6 separate regions of the Mus musculus genome follow, and all the other regions are linked to region 2. A link is a contact called in public Hi-C, HiChIP or PLAC-seq and Micro-C data. All regions are on one chromosome and are shown on one strand. The core of a region is the stretch at or near the end of the contact, and the rest is flanking DNA. Distances in the headings are between cores, read along the strand shown.

What was found. Hi-C and Micro-C count contacts between places; a contact is called where the count stands out from the background. HiChIP or PLAC-seq counts read pairs in DNA pulled down with a chosen protein or histone mark.
Region 1: an H3K4me3 HiChIP or PLAC-seq map of craniofacial prominence shows a contact between it and region 2, with 5 times the contacts expected there. The contact joins the enhancer-like site here to the promoter of Erbb4 in region 2. A contact is called at or near these places in 7 of 39 promoter capture datasets (the 3T3-L1 cell line, cranial neural crest, frontonasal cranial neural crest and 4 more), 12 of 115 datasets of contacts at active chromatin or transcription factors (VIP interneurons, astrocytes, cardiomyocytes and 8 more) and 1 of 9 other capture datasets (embryonic stem cells).
Region 3: an H3K4me3 HiChIP or PLAC-seq map of neural progenitor cells shows a contact between it and region 2, with 27 read pairs. The contact joins the enhancer-like site here to the promoter of Erbb4 in region 2. A contact is called at or near these places in 6 of 39 promoter capture datasets (the C10 cell line, embryonic stem cells, frontonasal cranial neural crest and 3 more), 1 of 484 Hi-C or Micro-C datasets (cerebellar granule neurons), 11 of 115 datasets of contacts at active chromatin or transcription factors (astrocytes, cardiomyocytes, embryonic forebrain and 6 more) and 1 of 9 other capture datasets (embryonic stem cells).
Region 4: a Hi-C map of cerebellum shows a contact between it and region 2, with 1.7 times the contacts expected there. The contact joins the enhancer-like site here to the promoter of Erbb4 in region 2. A contact is called at or near these places in 9 of 39 promoter capture datasets (the C10 cell line, cranial neural crest, embryonic stem cells and 6 more), 4 of 484 Hi-C or Micro-C datasets (cerebellar granule neurons and cerebellum), 14 of 115 datasets of contacts at active chromatin or transcription factors (SST interneurons, astrocytes, embryonic basal ganglia and 8 more) and 1 of 9 other capture datasets (embryonic stem cells).
Region 5: an H3K4me3 HiChIP or PLAC-seq map of embryonic basal ganglia shows a contact between it and region 2, with 5 times the contacts expected there. The contact joins the enhancer-like site here to the promoter of Erbb4 in region 2. A contact is called at or near these places in 6 of 39 promoter capture datasets (the HPC-7 cell line, cranial neural crest, embryonic stem cells and 3 more), 3 of 484 Hi-C or Micro-C datasets (cumulus cells, nephron progenitors and stem cell-derived neural stem cells), 12 of 115 datasets of contacts at active chromatin or transcription factors (differentiating embryonic stem cells, embryonic basal ganglia, embryonic forebrain and 8 more) and 1 of 9 other capture datasets (embryonic stem cells).
Region 6: a contact with region 2 is called in a Micro-C map of embryonic stem cells, with 3 times the contacts expected there. The contact joins the promoter of Ikzf2 here to the promoter of Erbb4 in region 2. A contact is called at or near these places in 1 of 39 promoter capture datasets (second pharyngeal arch cranial neural crest), 5 of 484 Hi-C or Micro-C datasets (cardiomyocytes, differentiating embryonic stem cells and embryonic stem cells) and 1 of 115 datasets of contacts at active chromatin or transcription factors (embryonic stem cells).

Annotation. Positions count from the first base shown.
Region 1 is chr1:68,290,085-68,292,784 of GRCm38.p6, forward strand. It overlaps Erbb4 (erb-b2 receptor tyrosine kinase 4), which reads right to left. Exons shown (of 27, transcript NM_010154.2): 16 at 159-233. Among named protein-coding and RNA genes, the nearest start is that of Gm51744, 670 kb to the right of the region's middle. Within about 2 kb of position 1,362, at least 2 of the 459 cell types and tissues checked have an H3K27ac peak or open chromatin away from gene starts, as enhancers often do. A contact at or near this core is called in craniofacial prominence and second pharyngeal arch cranial neural crest, where this site is marked.
Region 2 is chr1:69,106,596-69,109,408 of GRCm38.p6, forward strand. It overlaps Erbb4 (erb-b2 receptor tyrosine kinase 4), which reads right to left and starts at 1,464. Exons shown (of 27, transcript NM_010154.2): 1 at 1,080-1,464. The coding sequence starts at 1,161.
Region 3 is chr1:68,346,971-68,349,670 of GRCm38.p6, forward strand. It overlaps Erbb4 (erb-b2 receptor tyrosine kinase 4), which reads right to left. Exons shown (of 27, transcript NM_010154.2): 6 at 2,331-2,449. Among named protein-coding and RNA genes, the nearest start is that of Gm51744, 610 kb to the right of the region's middle. Within about 2 kb of position 1,256, at least 6 of the 459 cell types and tissues checked have an H3K27ac peak or open chromatin away from gene starts, as enhancers often do. A contact at or near this core is called in neural progenitor cells, where this site is marked.
Region 4 is chr1:68,177,337-68,180,036 of GRCm38.p6, forward strand. The region is part of intron 20 of Erbb4 (erb-b2 receptor tyrosine kinase 4); the gene reads right to left. Among named protein-coding and RNA genes, the nearest start is that of Gm51744, 780 kb to the right of the region's middle. Within about 2 kb of position 1,380, at least 12 of the 459 cell types and tissues checked have an H3K27ac peak or open chromatin away from gene starts, as enhancers often do. A contact at or near this core is called in cerebellum, neural tube and second pharyngeal arch cranial neural crest, where this site is marked.
Region 5 is chr1:68,141,486-68,144,185 of GRCm38.p6, forward strand. All of the region lies in intron 20 of Erbb4 (erb-b2 receptor tyrosine kinase 4), which reads right to left. Among named protein-coding and RNA genes, the nearest start is that of Gm39658, 770 kb to the left of the region's middle. Within about 2 kb of position 1,341, at least 8 of the 459 cell types and tissues checked have an H3K27ac peak or open chromatin away from gene starts, as enhancers often do. A contact at or near this core is called in embryonic basal ganglia and oligodendrocyte precursor cells, where this site is marked.
Region 6 is chr1:69,684,595-69,687,355 of GRCm38.p6, forward strand. Ikzf2 (IKAROS family zinc finger 2) reads right to left here and starts at 1,366. Exons shown (of 8, transcript NM_011770.4): 1 at 1,100-1,366.

The sequences.
Region 1 (2,700 bases), core at 112-2,611, 820 kb before region 2:
AGTAGAACTCTGAAATTTTAATGAATGTAGTTAAAATCAAAAGTGAATCAAAATCTCTCATTTAGTCCTCTAAAACTTCAGCCCAACTGTTTACTAATTTAGTCCGTGGTAACTAAGAAAGAATTTGAGTGATAAAATGGAACCATGGCAGATGTTACCTAGCGTGTTGTGGTAAAGTGGAATGGCCCGTCCATGGGTAGTAAATGCAGTCATGACTAGTGGGACCGTTACACCTGCAAGCAATTGCAGAACAGAAAACATCATTCTCCATCCACAGTGGCATGCACACACATGCACCAGTGCTCACGCATGGAGCCTTGGAGGAAGAACATGAGAAGAAAGCACACCCAGTACCTATCCGTCAGGCCGATGCAGTCTTCAATGCTTGAACCTATGCACCTGCAGAGATGCAAAGTCAAAAGAAATACAAGAAAAGAGACGTCAGTCATGAAGACAAACAGAGAAGAACCAGTGAGACAAGTACTGGATGCGCCACATTCTTGTTGGAATCATTAGGCAGTTTCTAGAACAGTATACTTTTAGAAACTGAGAGGAAATCACTTCCTAGCAGAAACACAGAAGTGAGTTGAAATAACCACTCAAGTCCAATGCCAGAAAGCATGGAGATAGTAAAGGGAAGTTTACCTGCTCCCATGGATAACTTGCACATGCATTGGTCTTTCCTGAAACATTCGACTCATTTACATCTTTCATTTCTATGCACAGCTATGTTAATTACTTGATAGTTTAATGACTATGGCTATTTTCATGTATAACATTTCTCTTAAAACACCATTGGGCTTATGCAAAATCCCCCCCCAAATCAATAAAAAGGCAATGAACAATTAATTGTAGTGGAGTAGCCTTATGCTTGATGCTCATTAAAGAGGATCTTGGCAGAAAATAAGTTTATATATTTTAATGCAATTCCCATGGATAATTTTTATAATCAGATTATTTAAATCCTTGGTTATGAATCTCTTTAAACTATTTTTTGTCATTAAATGCGGATTTATTTAAAAATCAAATGAATTGATTTGGCTTTTTTGCAATATGTCGTGACCACTGTTAAGTAGCAGAAATATGATCTGTAAAGAGAAACTTTTGATAACTGTTATAATATTGAACTCAAAAGCAAATACTCTGTAGTAAACAAATAACTTTACATAGAGGTAGCTGAAGAATCAACCAAGATGAGTATTTGCTGGTTTTATTTAACTACACAGAACTCTAATTTGTTTGTTAATATAAAGTATGCATGTTTCCCAAGCTCTCAGGTTTAAAATATGAAAAAAGAGCTGTAGGCACCCACAGATGTGGCCAGACTATAGGCAGCTTCTGTAACTGATGCCAGATGTTAGCAAGCTAACAGAATTCATTTGTTAACCACAAGTCACCACCTCTCCCGTTCATCATATACTCTCTTACAGATATTCTACTAGGTAGAAAATCAGTTTGCTCTTTTTCTGCAGTTTTATTTGTTTGCTTGTTTTCTGTTTTTGTTTTGGTCTTTCTTTGAGGGTCAGCTTTGAGCAGGACAAGTAAATCTTAACCTGCAAAAATGGTGACAAAAATAGATTAGATAAAATAAAGAGAAGCAGCTAGAGCACACATCAGTGGCCAGGCGCCATCCATTAGATCTATGCAAAACAATTGAAATTGGAAAACAAACTACTACAAAACCCCTAAACTTGTCTCATATGGTTTTCTTTTATTCTGTTCTAAAGAACCATTTTTTATGTGTTCCCATGTTATCATCTTCAAAATGTTATTTTTATGATAGTACTGCCATTTTGTAAAATTAACAGTCTACTTCTTATATCCAAGTGAGAGTCTGAAAATCTGTACTTTGTGTGTAATCTTTATAATGATCCTTGAAAGATTAAAAAAAAATCTTTCAACAATGAATGAGATTCTGTTTGAGGAGAGGGTGTGGATAATGAAATATCTTCATTCATCCAATAAACCTGTGTGATGAGCCTACTAACGTGCTTGTAACCTTTCAGGAGCTGCAGGGAGAGATGAGATAAATTACACACTTTTCCACTTATTTCCATTGAGCTCACAGTTTGAAGATGACAGATGGCATGAGCAGACGTTTATGGTATATTTCTGTAAATATAATATGGTGGATGGACACCAGAATGTCATTTTAGTAGGTCATGGTCACCATGTGGAAAGAGTCAGCAAGCTGTAGTTTGATATACTGAGAGTTACGGCTGGGATATCAGTGAGTGTTAGGGAGTCCAGACGAAGAAAAGCAGAAGCATAGTGTGAAAGCAAGAAGTACTCTGAACAACAAATGTGAACAGAAGGGGAGTGTAACAGCAGGCACAGGGAGAGGAGAAAGACAATGGATCTTAGGGGCCGGATTTGGAGGGACTTAACTTAGTAGACAAGGGAGAGCTGTTGGATAGTTTGAAAAATGCCAGGTCTGTCTCTTGGTTTTTTGCTTCTGACAGATGGCTGAAAAAATTTGTTAAATCTACATAAGGAAACTTTTTGTTTCTATCATAGGGACCAAAACTGTATAACTTTCAGGAAAATATGTGCAACCAGAAGTTAACTTATGAAAGGATTTAGCCAACTTCAGCAAAACAAATATTTTAATTTTTCTCTCATCTGTGTTTACTAAACACTAACTATATAAAATCACAGAAACACACACACACATACACACACATGACCCAGAAGAAGTGT
Region 2 (2,813 bases), core at 214-2,713:
AATACCTGGGGCTTGGGCGATCCAGCCAACAGTGGCAGCGCTCAGGACGCCGCCACCCGGCCCGCCTCGGGCTAAGTCAGTGAGCGCCACCCGCGAGCTCTGCAGCCCGGCAGGGCAGTAAACAGAAGTTTAGGCCAACCCCAAGTTGCACTACTGGAAGAACTCTTCCCAGAGCCAAGTCCAGCATGGGGAGGGAAGGCCGAGCTCTGGACTCAGTATGCCAGGCTCTTTTAGAGAGAGAGAGAGAGAGAGAGAGAGAGAGAGAGAGAGAGAGAGAGAGAGAGAGAGAGAGAGAGAGAGAGAGAGAGAGAGAGAGATCATGCTGGCTGAAGAGTCGCACGCCCAACACACACACACACACACACCCTCTTTCTCGCCCCAAGTCAATCTCAAGACAGCCTAGAGATGCCAACTAAGAAGGCCCAGAGTCCCTGGCCCCCGGCCGAGGCGCGCACCCGGTGCGCTCCAGCTGCCCGGATAGGGCTGGGCGTCCGGTGTGACCCCGCAGGCTACTGGAGACTCGGGCCAGGGACCCTGCGCCAGCATGCTCAGGTGCCAAGCCCGGCTCCCCGGCCGCGCTCCGCCGCAGCCCTGCACCCCGGGGAAGGCCAGCCAGGCTCAGCTCAGGAACCTCCTGGCAGCCCGAAGAGGTGCAGCGATTCTCCGGTTTGGTTTGATTCCCCCCCCCCCCCTTCCCAGCTCGAGAAGGAGGGAACCTCCACTGACGGGCTCAGGTCTCCCACGCCCCGAACAACGGGCGCCACCAGAAGCGATCCCGCTTAGGCTCCCAGAAAACGCGCGAGAAAGAAAGAAGGGGGCTAAAGAGAGGGCGAGAGGGGGGACAATAATATAGAGGGTGGCAGGAAAGCGAAGTCATTTGTAGCATCAATTAAAAACACACGCACGCACACACAAAGGTAAGTTTGGGATGGAGCTAGGGGCGACCCAAGGCAGAAGCCCGGTCCCTAGGGTCCCTGGAGCCTAAGGGTGACAGAGGGGCGAGGGAGAAGGGAAACACCGGAGGCAGTGGCGGGTTCAACAGCTGGAGCGCGACCGGGAACCGCGAGACCGCGACCCACCTGACTGAGAAGCGCTGGGCTGGACGGTCCCCGCTGCCATCAGAAGGCTCCCCCAGACCCAGAGTCCCGTCGCCAGCTTCATTTTTGGCAAGTCTCAGATCCCGCGCTGACAATTACATGTCCAAATACCATAGCCACTTGCGAGCACGCGGAGGAGATCTCCCCCCCTCAGCCGGGAGCGCGTGGGGGGCGCAAGGGGGGCGGGCGCGGCGCGCTTGGTGCACGGGCTTCCCGGGGCCGGAGAGCCAGTCGGCGACGGCGGCGGCTTCCAGGACCCGTGGACCCGCGGACCCGGCAAGGGGCCGCGGAGGAGGGCGCGCGGGTGGGAGTGAGCGCGACTGTGCGGCTGGTGCTCCGAGCACAACGTACAGCTAGTTCCCGGAGTGATCCTCCGCTCGCTCGTTCCCTCCTCACTTTCTCGCTCGCTCGCTCGCTCTCCTCACTGGTTGGTCAACAATAAAAAGAAAGAGGGAATAAAGGCTTCCAAAAAAAGTTGATTGCAAAGAGGCGGCGGGGTTCCGGCCTCTCCCCCCAAAACCGGGCTATGTTCAGCTCTCTCTTCAGTCTCCTTGCACCTCCTGTCCAAATCTGGAGGGAAAAGGAGGGGGTGTTGCTTCTTTGCTTCTCCCCGATCCTGTCCCCCTTTTTTTCCACTGTCAGCTTTCCTCACACTTGTCCAGCCATTGCAGTAATTAAAGCTCCGAACGTCATTTCCAACGCTCCGCGGTCTCCAGCCGCAGCCCCACAGAGAAATTAATAAGAGTCAGAAGAAAGATTTTTGAAAAAGAAAAGAAAAGAAAAGAAAGAAAAAAAAGAGGGGAGTGGGGGGTGGGAATCAAACAACCCTCCACACAACCAGCCAGGCTTTCCTCCGCTGCGCAAGCCCCGCCCCTGCTCTGACCCATGTAGCCACGCCCTCCCCCTAAGGAGAAATCTTATTGGCTCAGACACTCCCCAAAATCCTCTGCCTCTAGAGTTGGAAAAACACCTGTCAGACAGTGGGAGCAGCAGGGTCATGGTAGGAGCTTGGGGAAGCAGGATCTGAGAAGCTCAGTGGAGACCACTGTCTGAAACGCTCCCCTTGGGGCTGCCCCGGCAGAGGCCCTGGACAGCTGGCCCGCTGAGTAGTCAGTCCACCAGAAGGAATGCTTGCTGAACGAATTTTTTGACACAAGAACAGGGCATTTTCTTTATTGCTCCAAGGTGTCAGTCCATACACAGAACCTTCCCTAGAAATAGAAAGTCAACGTTGCTTTGGGAATAAAATATCTTTGTCCCTCGCCATCACCCAGAATATTCCATACTTAGCATACTTAGTACTTTAGAATGGATATTGTAGGTAGCTGGTAGCCTCGCAGGTAAGATGAAATCTTCCAATAGTTTTTTTTTTCCAAATAAGCCATCTCTCCCACCTTCCCAAGATGACATTGGGCCAAACTTAAAAATCCATATTTGTGAAACCACATTCTTTGATTCTGAAATTATGCAAACTCTCTCGTCTGTGCTGTTCGGTCTGAAGGTGTTTAGGAGGTGAGATCTTAGCTGACCTTCGAGCCGTTAGGGCCACGCCATAGCAGGGCCAGCTTGAGGCCCTGCACTTGCCCTCTTTGCAGGGTGTGTGCTTCCAAGGTCATCAACCGCTGTACGACTAAGTTTCTCTAAGTCTAAAATGCCCTGGAAGGGATTACTGTAGTCTGAGAGGCCACAGGTCTAAAACTGCTCTATGCTGGGGCC
Region 3 (2,700 bases), core at 6-2,505, 760 kb before region 2:
GTACACACAAACACAAAATGCATATTTATAATAAACAGTTTTATATTGAGAATTGGTTTATAATATTGAACATAGACATGTGACAGATTATTTGAATTTGCACTGACTTAGAACATGTAATTTCAGTCTTTACAATCAGCTTGAGTTTCCAGTTCTGCAGGTAAGGATTTTATTTTGGAGAATGTGGTTGGTGAGTTTGTGCATGGTATGACATGAAAAATACAACTATCATCATTCTACAATAGGAAACATAGTGATAGTCATTTATTTACCTGTATATCAGGAGTAACCAGAAAAAGTGAAGTGATTATAAAGGTAAAATGTGAAGAGGTAAGATTTAAATCAAATGATGCCCCTTTTTATGATGGTACATCATTTCCTGTACCCAACATGTTCAAAAGGCATCTCTGTTTTGCTAACATACATTTGTCTTCAAATGTCTTTTCATCATTGATATTTCCAAATTCACTTGAGAAAATTGAAAACTATTTTCTACCTGAGATATCAAAACAATGTACACATAATCATTTGACTAACAAACATAGGGACAACCTAACTCTTTTAATTAAGAAATAAAACTCTCTTATGAATAATTGAGAGCTTGAAAAAGAGCTACCATTATCCAAAGCTGTGTTTTACACTTCATTATAAATTGTCAAATGGTTATTAATAAGAATTAATGTATTCACTTTCCTCGCAACATTTGCTTCATCAATTGTTGTTTCAGCAAACACTTTATCACAAGATGAAAATTCTCTGATGATGGTCTACAAGGTGCATAATCAAAACAAGATCCACCAATGATACATTATTTGCTAAGATGACATTTCATAGGAAGACTCTATTAAAAAGCAATCTAGAAAACTTAGTGAGTTTTAATTTATAACCACAAAACATCATGTGTTCTTATATCTGAATAACTAAAACCGTTTCTGCATTGATATGCACTGTACATAGACTGCTTTGGAACAAGGGGATACAAGCCCGAGGAATTTACCTTCCAGATAACACACAAGCACGATATAAACTTACACCAAAGCCTCAGGCTGGCATTCATGAACATTCTGTATTAAATGCCAAAGTATAATCACTGGACCATTCCAATATAGTAATGAAACGAGAGCTCTCAAGAGCACCTGGTACTGCTTATCACAATAATACAACTAAAAAGGCACAGTGCCACATCCTACAGGGAAAGGCTTTTCTACTGTTTACCACCACTCTGGCTCTGGAATCATTAATGTAACACCTGCAGTGTGCAATGTCTTTAAAATCAAGCTTGGTTCTCCCCTCTCTATGCTGATGACAGACAAGAAAGGGCCCTCAGTTTGGCTGCCAAGGCTCTTCCTTGGATACTTAACATGTGTCCCCTCTCTATTCTTTGTTTGATCCCCTTTAACCAGATATAGTTTTGTTTCACTATAGAATCATATCAGACAAGTTAAGCTTCTTAGAATTCTTATGACTCAAGCAACAACTAGCTATAGCATTAGTGTTCTAATTTTTATTCTGCTTATTAGACAAAGTCTCAGTTCTTAAAAATTTCAATTTTAATATGTATTTGGTGGAACAAAATAAATTTCTGACATGTATTTTTAAAATATTTTAGAGATAGAAAGATTAAATTGTGCTCATTCTCAAAGAAAAAGGTGCATTGTTTGTCATTTTAGATAAAATTAAATAGAATTATGATTTATGAATGAATGTACTATCACTCATAAAATTACCTATCAAAAGAACAAAAAATTATATCAAGGACTTAATATAAAATATAATTTTAAAATTTCAACGAAGCTATGAATGTTGCTTTTTTAAAGTAAAAATAACCTCTTCAAAAACATAAAACATTCATATTATCACATAAATAGATTTAAATGTGCATTTCTTAATTTTAAATGCAGAATAATATAAGTTTTTTAACACAGCAAAATGAAAAATATTTAAATGCATAGATTCTTCTGATATAACCTTGAAATTGATATTCAAGAACAAGCTTTGTTCACTCATGGAACTCAATACTGCTACAACATAAAGCAGTAAGCCTAGAAGGTAGGGAAACAATATTTTCAATTTCTTAAAGCATGTTCATATTCATGCTTTCCAAAACAGTCACTTCACACATAAATTATATCAGAAATGCAGGACTGTTCAAACTGTCACAAACTAATTCTGTTTAATCAATAGACAACCTCGTTGGTAGAATGCCTGCTAGAATGGTACAGCACTTTTTCAACTAATAAAGAACAAGACATAATAAAATCTAGTGTTAAATATTCAATGTGAGTGAGTCTGATTCAGACATTAAGGAGAAAGAGAGAACATAGACATACAAAGCAGTCAGTGTCCTTTGGTCCTGAGCAGCCTCCAGCACATTCTCGATGGCAGCAGTCACTAACGTAGGGTCCATAGCACCTGCCATCACATTGTTCAGCACACACAGTTCTGGTCACTGTAGAAAACAAAGATGAGGCCTTAACCAAAGCCATCCACTGACAGAATTAAATTTTTAATAACAATACATGTTCTTGGATAACTAGTAATGACTAAATCAGAAAAAAAAACATTTAATTAATTAAGTCTGTAATTAGGAGTACGAAGTTGTATAAGTGTGTGTGCAACTATATATAACTATATATGTATATGTATAATATGTATATTATATATAATTATTTGGGGTTCAGCAATAATTTAATGAGCAGT
Region 4 (2,700 bases), core at 130-2,629, 930 kb before region 2:
TTCAGCCTACTTTCTTTTTTTTTCTCTTTTTATTAGATATTTTCTTTATTTACATTTCAAATGCTATCCCATTTCCTAGTTTCCTCTCCAAATATTCCCTATACCCTCCCCCTGCCCTGCTCCCCAATCCACCCACTCCAGCTTCCTGGACCTAGCATTCCCTTGTACTGGTCAGCCTACTTTCTACTTTTATTTCAGAGAACAAAATTCTTATTGGCTGAATGTTATAATCTAGATATCTTCTAAAGTGCTTTAACATGAAAAAATATTGTGCTTAATTATTAGCAATGCATAACTTGGCCTTTTCTATTCAATTCATTTGTATATAACAAAATAACAGTGGCCTAATAAATATGGACTAAAGTCTTTGACCATGGGCACCATAAAATCTATACTTGACAAATGGAGCCAATATGGCCAAATATCTAAGTGATTCATAAAGGGAAGGCTTTTGATTGTATTATCTTTTCTATGATTCTATGTAAACTGAATTTAAATATCAATGTGAAATTCCAGTAATGATTACTTCAAGCAGATTATGTGTTTCTGCAGGAAAGGTGCATGTGGAAGAGTATGCTACAGTTTGTTCTCACCTGCCCCTTTCCAAATAGTTTTTAAAATTTAAATACATTGAAGAATAGAAGATCTTTGCTATCAGTGGCATTGATATAAGCAATTATGTTTGGCCCTTCCCTTTTTTGTGCAATGCAATAGTAACATTGTGTAATGCAGGGTGGGTCTTGTGGTTCTTTTTGTTTTGTTTTGGTTTGGTTTGTTTGTTTGTTTGTTTGTTTTTCTTGTAGTACTTGACAGATTCACAGATCTATTTACAGTTTGATTTAATTCTAAGGATAAATAGAGATGGGACATTCCATATACTAGTGATTAGTTGGGCAAACTCAATAGAAAGGGATTTTTGTCTTTCTCCTCTCTAAAAAGCATCACTGTTTTTACACTAGGCACAGAAATTTCTTTAAACATCTCATTTGCCTATTAACTTCGCAGGCAATCCACACAAATTTTCATAAGCTTGACATCTTCTTAAAGGGCATCATTACGTTTTGGCCTCTGATGATAGTCATCATGATCTGAAATGTCCACTGGCAAGCCGTATCTTTGACATTTATTATCCAATCCTTAGTGGTCTCTTAACCATAGTCATAAGGGATGCTTTGTAATGGTAGTAATATTAATTGCTGCCATTATCTTGCCTCTCATGTTAAATTTTGGGTCAAATGATTGGTCTAAGTCTAAATGAGCAGTCGGGGATGAAAAGGACAAAGGAGTAGGAGGAAAATACATGAGGAGCCTGAGCCCTGCTGCATACTGAGAGGTAATTTACACAAATAGGCTAGACGAAAACAGATGGGAAGAGGGAAAGTAGGAGAGGGGTGACTAATGACACCTGACTGCCAAATGACCCTGTGGGTTTGAACGCTGGCAGGGCACCTCAAACTGTGCCAGCAGCCACTTGGAACTGCCTGGTTTTCACTCACATTGCATTTAACAGACCAACCTTGGTCTATCTATTGTTACCATCACCAGGGAAATTTACACCATGTCCAATCATGCTCTAGAAAATACACTTTCTAACTGGGCTCTCTCTTCTTTGAGAGGCTGTGTGTTACTGAACAGTTCATGAGTTTATTGTTACAGAGCCTTTGCTTCCAACAGGGAAAATTTGACACGTTTGTTCTTTTAAGTGCCTCTTTTGTAAACCTATAGTATGTGCAGCCTTTTGTGGCTTAATAAGAGCAGTGACGGAAAGAAGAAATTACTTATTCTGAGAATATAACCATATTATTAAATACTTTGCTCATGGTAAAATATGTTTGATCCTGACAGGTGTGGCATTCTTAGAGCTATATAAAGTGGACTCCTACCAGGGTCCCATTCTCTCTCCCACTTTTAAGCTTTAATCTCTTTACAAATGCAAAATAAGTGTCCTCTGCTGTGCACTCAGGGCTTGGAATAAAAGACTTTAGGCTACTGATTACATTGCCAATGAGCTATTACAGGTAAAAATAAAACACTCTTAGCCTGTCTGTGTGCTTCAGCTTCTAATCTCTAAAATGGGAATGTGTTTCTGTTATGCTGCTCTAAAGTAGGCTTTAGAAATGGTGTGTTTGCACAGGAACTACAAAGCATGAGTGGTTGAATCCCATGGATCTGTTCTGAGTTTATATCCAGAAAGATAGAAGACATAAAATAACAAAGACTGACCATGTTCATGAGGCCAGGAGATGGAATGCTCTCAGTTGGGGCAGCAGACAGCCATCATGCTAGTTCTTGAGGAAGAGGCAAGTTCTCAGGTAGGAAAGAAAGACCTTGATATGCCCTTGAGGAAGCCTCTTTCTTTGGGCCATGGGAGGATCAATGTGGAAGTTTGTTATGATAATACACGGATAAGTAAACACCATTTATGGATTGGAAAAGATCTACATGTGTTACTGAACCTGCACGTCACTTGTTTTATTATATTTAAGGCAAATCAAATTATATTGGAAAAGTGATAGGAAATGCACACTATACTTCATCCTCCTAAAATACGTAATGATAAAGAATAATTATTTTGTCATTTAAAATAATTCTTCTCTTATACATTGCTCTCTTAGCACCTTACAGAAGAGATTAATGTCGACCAAAAGAAAAATAACCATGTTGCGGCTTGAGTCAGAACTGCCTGACATAGGCTCATGT
Region 5 (2,700 bases), core at 91-2,590, 970 kb before region 2:
TAAGTTGATCTTATCCCACTTAAAATTCTGAAAGACCTTGCAAGTACCTTCAATTCTATAGCCATGTTGACTCAAAGAAAATCACAAGAGAAGTGGCATTAGTAACTTCCATTTGTTTATCATCTGCCACTCCAGTTCAAGGTAGGAAAATGAGATTAACTTCCTAGTACTGCTTCTCTTTTGATATGAAAAAAGTAATGTGTATGTCTGGAACTCAGGTTTACTTTGTTGTCTAACCTTATTTCAGCTATTTATGATCACTATATATGACACTGTGGAAGTTATATAAATCTCTCAACTATCAGTTTTTCTCCTATTTAAAAAAGGAATGGTATTAACATCTGAGCCACAGATACATTTATTGAGATTAAAAATAAAACACCTACCTAATGTGAATTGGTATGTGAAATTTAAAAGAAAATATTTTCAAAAATAAAGTTATATGTTCTTCCTCCTTTGGTTGATAAGTCATTGTAGCTCCCATTTTCTTTTTAGAACCTAACAAATACATCAGCAAACACATTCCTAAGGTAATCAATTTATCTTTTCTGTAGACTGTACTTGATGAGGACTTGAGGACTTAGATAAATTGGCAAAGTGTTTGCTTCCAAGAACAAAGTCCTGCATTTTGTTCTGAGTAACCAGGTATTGTGGTGTACACCTGTCATCTGAGCACTTGGGAAACAGGCAAGAGTGTCCTGAGGCCAGCCTGAATGGCCTGAGACTATGAATAAATTCACACGCCTACACAGACACAAGAATACTTCTTATATCTTTGCTGTTATATTTTAAAATAGGGGGAATTTCACACCATTCAAATGTATCAAATTAGTTCGATAACAAAGATAAATGTAAATATTAATCACAATACCATTATAGCATTTCTTTGATGTCAAAACTTTTCAACTAAGTTTAAAAAAAATGTGTGGAAACATTGGCTTTAGTAGACAAATACTCAAAATATGTCCCTTGGCATAGTGACTTGACATTTAAAATTATTCATTCTAAAAGTCAGAATTTCTGGGAAAACAGATGCTCTTTGTTTTCAGAACAAGTGGTACTGCCATGTGCCCATTAGTCTAGACTTCAAGTATCAGTCACTTGGTACACTGACTCAGACGTTAAGTGAAAGAAAGTGGTGCCTTTAAAGAATTCTCAGAGAAGCATGGCTGGGAGACCACATTATGCCATTACTGTAAATTTCCCTGACAGTAGAGAGGGCTGCAGGGGTTATGGGAAGGGAGAAGATCTGCACAATAGCCACTGGCCAGAGTAATTAGCAGGGGTAATGAAGAGAAAGGAAAAGTGTGTTGGACACTGAAGCCCTGAACTGTCAGCATTATTGTTCTCCAAGGGTTGGGTAGAACAACGCTCTGCTGAGCCTTCAGTAATCGCTATACATGACTACTCATGAGGAGAGTAATTAAGAAATGTCAGTGCTTCTTTGGAAGAAAATTAGCACTCTTACTGCACACAGTGTTTGCCTGGAAGAAACACATTTTGTGGTTGGTGTTGCTACTAGAAAATATTTACAGAATACCATTTGTATTTCAAATAGTTCAAAAGACTTGAGCTAAAAATAATCAAACAGAAAACCAAAAGTGCCAGACCATTCCCTACCCAGCATGCGACCTCTGTTACATATCCAGAGAAATGTTTGGTTCACAGTATAAGCTGTCCTGGGCCTTGTATACAGAGTCTGCTCTCTAGCTGAATCGACACCGAATCATCCTGCTTTATGTCTTTCATATAACACTTACTGGAAATTATTTATATAGGCATTCATTAGTTTATTAGCTCATTTTATTTTAAGCTTCATGGATGAAGAGATACTGTCTTCTTGCTCATTACTGTACAGCGATTGCCTGCAAGATTATCTGAGACGAGTAAATGCTGAATAAATATTTCTTAAAGTCATTGAAGCACAACATTTCATTTAGGAAAAGAATAGTACGATGTCTCACACATACCTCAGGAGGCTAAGTTCACAGTGGGGGAAAAACGTATTTTACTTAAAAAGTAAGTCTGCATATATGAATCATATTTCCTCCCAGAAGTTTGTTCTCACCTTGAAAATGAGAAGTTATCATTTTTTTCCCTGACAGAAGTAAACTCTGAAGGAAATTAAGCCACAGACTTTGCAGAGCAAACGTGTGTGTGCCAGTGTTGTACTGATGAGCCTAATCAAATCACTTTCTCCTGTTCCATTCCAATGTATTTACTCTGCTCTTGGAATTAAGCAGTTGTGTCTATATGACTAATTGTAGCGTTGATTCTCCAATTTGCTCTTTAATCAGATTTCATTAAAGGTAAATATTTATTTCCTCAAATAGTACTCTGTGGCTGAAAAGAAACAAAAGCCAATCTTTAGAATTTCCCAAGTAGAACTTAGCTTGATTCAAGACACAAATAAGATGATTTTTAAGAACAAATAAGGCAATTTTTTCAATTTGAGGAATCAGAATTGGTAATGATTTGGGGGCAAGATTCTTTTCAATGTCATTGAGTGCTTATCAACCATTAATTCTATAAATGGGAAAATGACATTATTTGTAATAACAATTTTTCATTATGACTGCAATAAAATAGTCTAATGCATTGACAACCAGCTGAGTTTTGGTAGCCACAGTATTTGAATTTGGATCTTAGTTCAATTATTTAATGGCTATAAGACCTTTGAGCAGGTGATCCCTTCTCTTT
Region 6 (2,761 bases), core at 116-2,615, 580 kb after region 2:
CACAATTGTTGCAAGTTGGTTCATCATGTTCTAATGGGGGGGGGGGGGGGGCACAGAGAACAAACAAAACATAAGAAAACAAAACAAAACAAAACTACTTAGTACTAGACTGTATCCCAAAGACTTTTGCGGCAGTTGGCCAACTCTGGCTTGTACTGACGTTTTAGCCCACCCCAAATCCTGTGTGAGCACCTGTTCCACGTACCCTAATTTCCTGCCAGACTATGGCCGGAGACAATGCCAAGCCTACTTGAGACATTCGGAGTTCCAACAAGTCAGAAACTTTTGGCTGTGCACGAGGGGAGGGGAGGATTTTCCTCTCCCCAAGTGTGAGGAATGATTTTCATGCATCAATAACACAAATACTTTTGTATCCCCAGAAACAAAAGTAAATTGCATGAGACAACACCCCCTAGCTTTGATTCACATCATAAGAAGATCGATAATCTAACTGTATTCTTTGAGGGAAAAAGTTACAGAATTGACAAGTCCTGAAAAAGATTTTTACTTATTTTTCCCCCCTTTGGCCCAGGTCCTTTTTGCCTTTAGTTTCAAAACTCTCAAAGCACCAGCAGCTAAATTATTCACAATGAGCCATTTCTGTATTGATCGCCAAGTATATTTAGCCCTAGCTCCTGGAATTTCTCCATTACTTACTGGAAAACAGGCAGCTTCACTTCTTGTCTCCAAAACCACTTCCCTTCTCCCTCCCCTCCCCTTCACCACCAGCCTCCCTACCCCCCTCCCGCCCCCCAAAAACTTTTCTTTCTTTCTTTATGGAATAATCAGATCAAATTCCCAGTCACTACATAGCAGTTAAATTCCGACCTGCTCTACTCTTATCAAATTCTTTCAATTAGGTTACGTAAGGTTTGAAAGAAAGGGACCCGGAAAGTTTTAAAGGGGAGCAGTTTCTACCGAGAGCTTACAAATGAGTCTATCTCTTTAAAAATGTACACATTTAACACACATACTAAAAAGAAGCGTCAGTTAGAAGCAAAAGAAGTCTGCGCCAACAGTGAAAGGGTTATTAAACCCTCAGTGAAGGAAAAGGAAGAAAAAGGAAGAAAAAGGAGAAAGAGAAACAAAATGTACATACAAAAGAAATTGTCCTCTGATTAAAAAACAGTCATCACCATTTCCAGCTCTGTCGGGAGCTCCCAGCTTCTTCTAACCCCTCAAGGAGGAGGTGACAATGTCGGGCTGAAGAGAAACGGAGAAAGAAAGAAAGAAAGAAAGAAGTTTTTTGTGTCCCCCCCCCCTTCCCTCCCTGCCCCCTCCAGGCAAAGCCCCCTGCAGAGTTGAAGCCGAGGAGGAGGGAAAGCACTTTACAGGTGGGTCATTCCAAGACCGAATCCAGCAAACAGATCGGCTGATAAACAAAACCAAGAAATGAGAGAGAAGGAACACTCCCCCCCAACCTCCTCCTCCTCCTCCTCCTTCTCCTCCTCCTCGTCCTCCTCCTCCCCCGCCCCCGCCCCCTCGTCCCTTTGGGATGGTCTAGTAGGAAAAGTCACTCAGGAATGGCACCACGTACTTTCAGGAAAGAGGAAAAAAAAAAAAAAAAAAAAAAAGACAGGGAGGGAGGGAGAGAAAGAGAGAGAGGTCAGTGCTACAGCAATGCGATTAACGAGAAGAGAAAAAACTTGATCCACCGGTTCCTTAAGAATCGACCAAAAGCTAAGACAAGAAAACTGAAAGAAAAAGGGGAGGGGGGGTACGAGGGGAGGGACAGTCAGGCAGAACCCAGCAAGGAACCTAGGCCAACTTCACAGGACTGTTTTGTGGCCTCTGGCAAAATAGGAAAAAAAGAAAAAGAAAAAGAAATTAAATCTTCATTCCATCTCCTTCGTCCATACCAGAACCTGTCAAAGCGATTTAACTGTTGCTGTTATACATGTGTCACACCAGATTTTTATTATTATTTTTGTTTTGTTTTGTTTTCAATCTCAACAGTATAATAGCCTCTATCCAGACAGCTGCAATCTATGCCAGGTTATCCAATCTTTCTTCTTGGAATTCAAGTTAAAACAAAGCAAAAACAAGTCCAAATCCATGACAGCTATAAAGATGAGAACTGATTAGTCCATTAACATCCCAGAAGCAGATTACAAGGAGGGGACGATACATTAAGGCAAAGGACATCATCTTCAACGAAATTCCCTGAGCGTCCTTAACAGAGATCATTTCCCTAATCAGAGCCACAACCCATCCCTCCCCAAAGAAAAGCGTCTATATTATTATTATCCCTGGTTAACAGCAACAAGTCATTCGATCACACCACACTGTTAAACAAGATTCCATATCATTACACTTAACTTTGAAAACACTCCCCCTCCCCAACCCCTTTGCAAACCATACACAAATTGATAGATAATCTATGAATCAGAAGACAAATAAAACAAGAGCTGTTCTTCCCCACGCAAAAAGCCAAGCGGAGATTTACCTCAGCAGTGCATGCAGTAAAATAATCCCATCACCCTTTTGTTTGTGTTTACTGTTAGTGTGTCCTCTCCCTCTCTCTCTTTCTTTCTTTCCTGTGCCTAACGTGTGTTTGTGCACTGCAGTTGGTGGTGGAAACTAAGGCAGTGGATCTGTAGCTAAGGGTAATCCTGTTTTTACTTCCTCCATCTTCAGCGAGGAGCAGGGTTAGCCCGGGACAGCTGGTCAAACCCCGAGAAACCGATCCGGCGGAGCCCGAGCACATCTCCCCCGCCGGCCGGGCTCGCGCAGACGCCCGCGGGCGGAGGGCGGGCAGCGG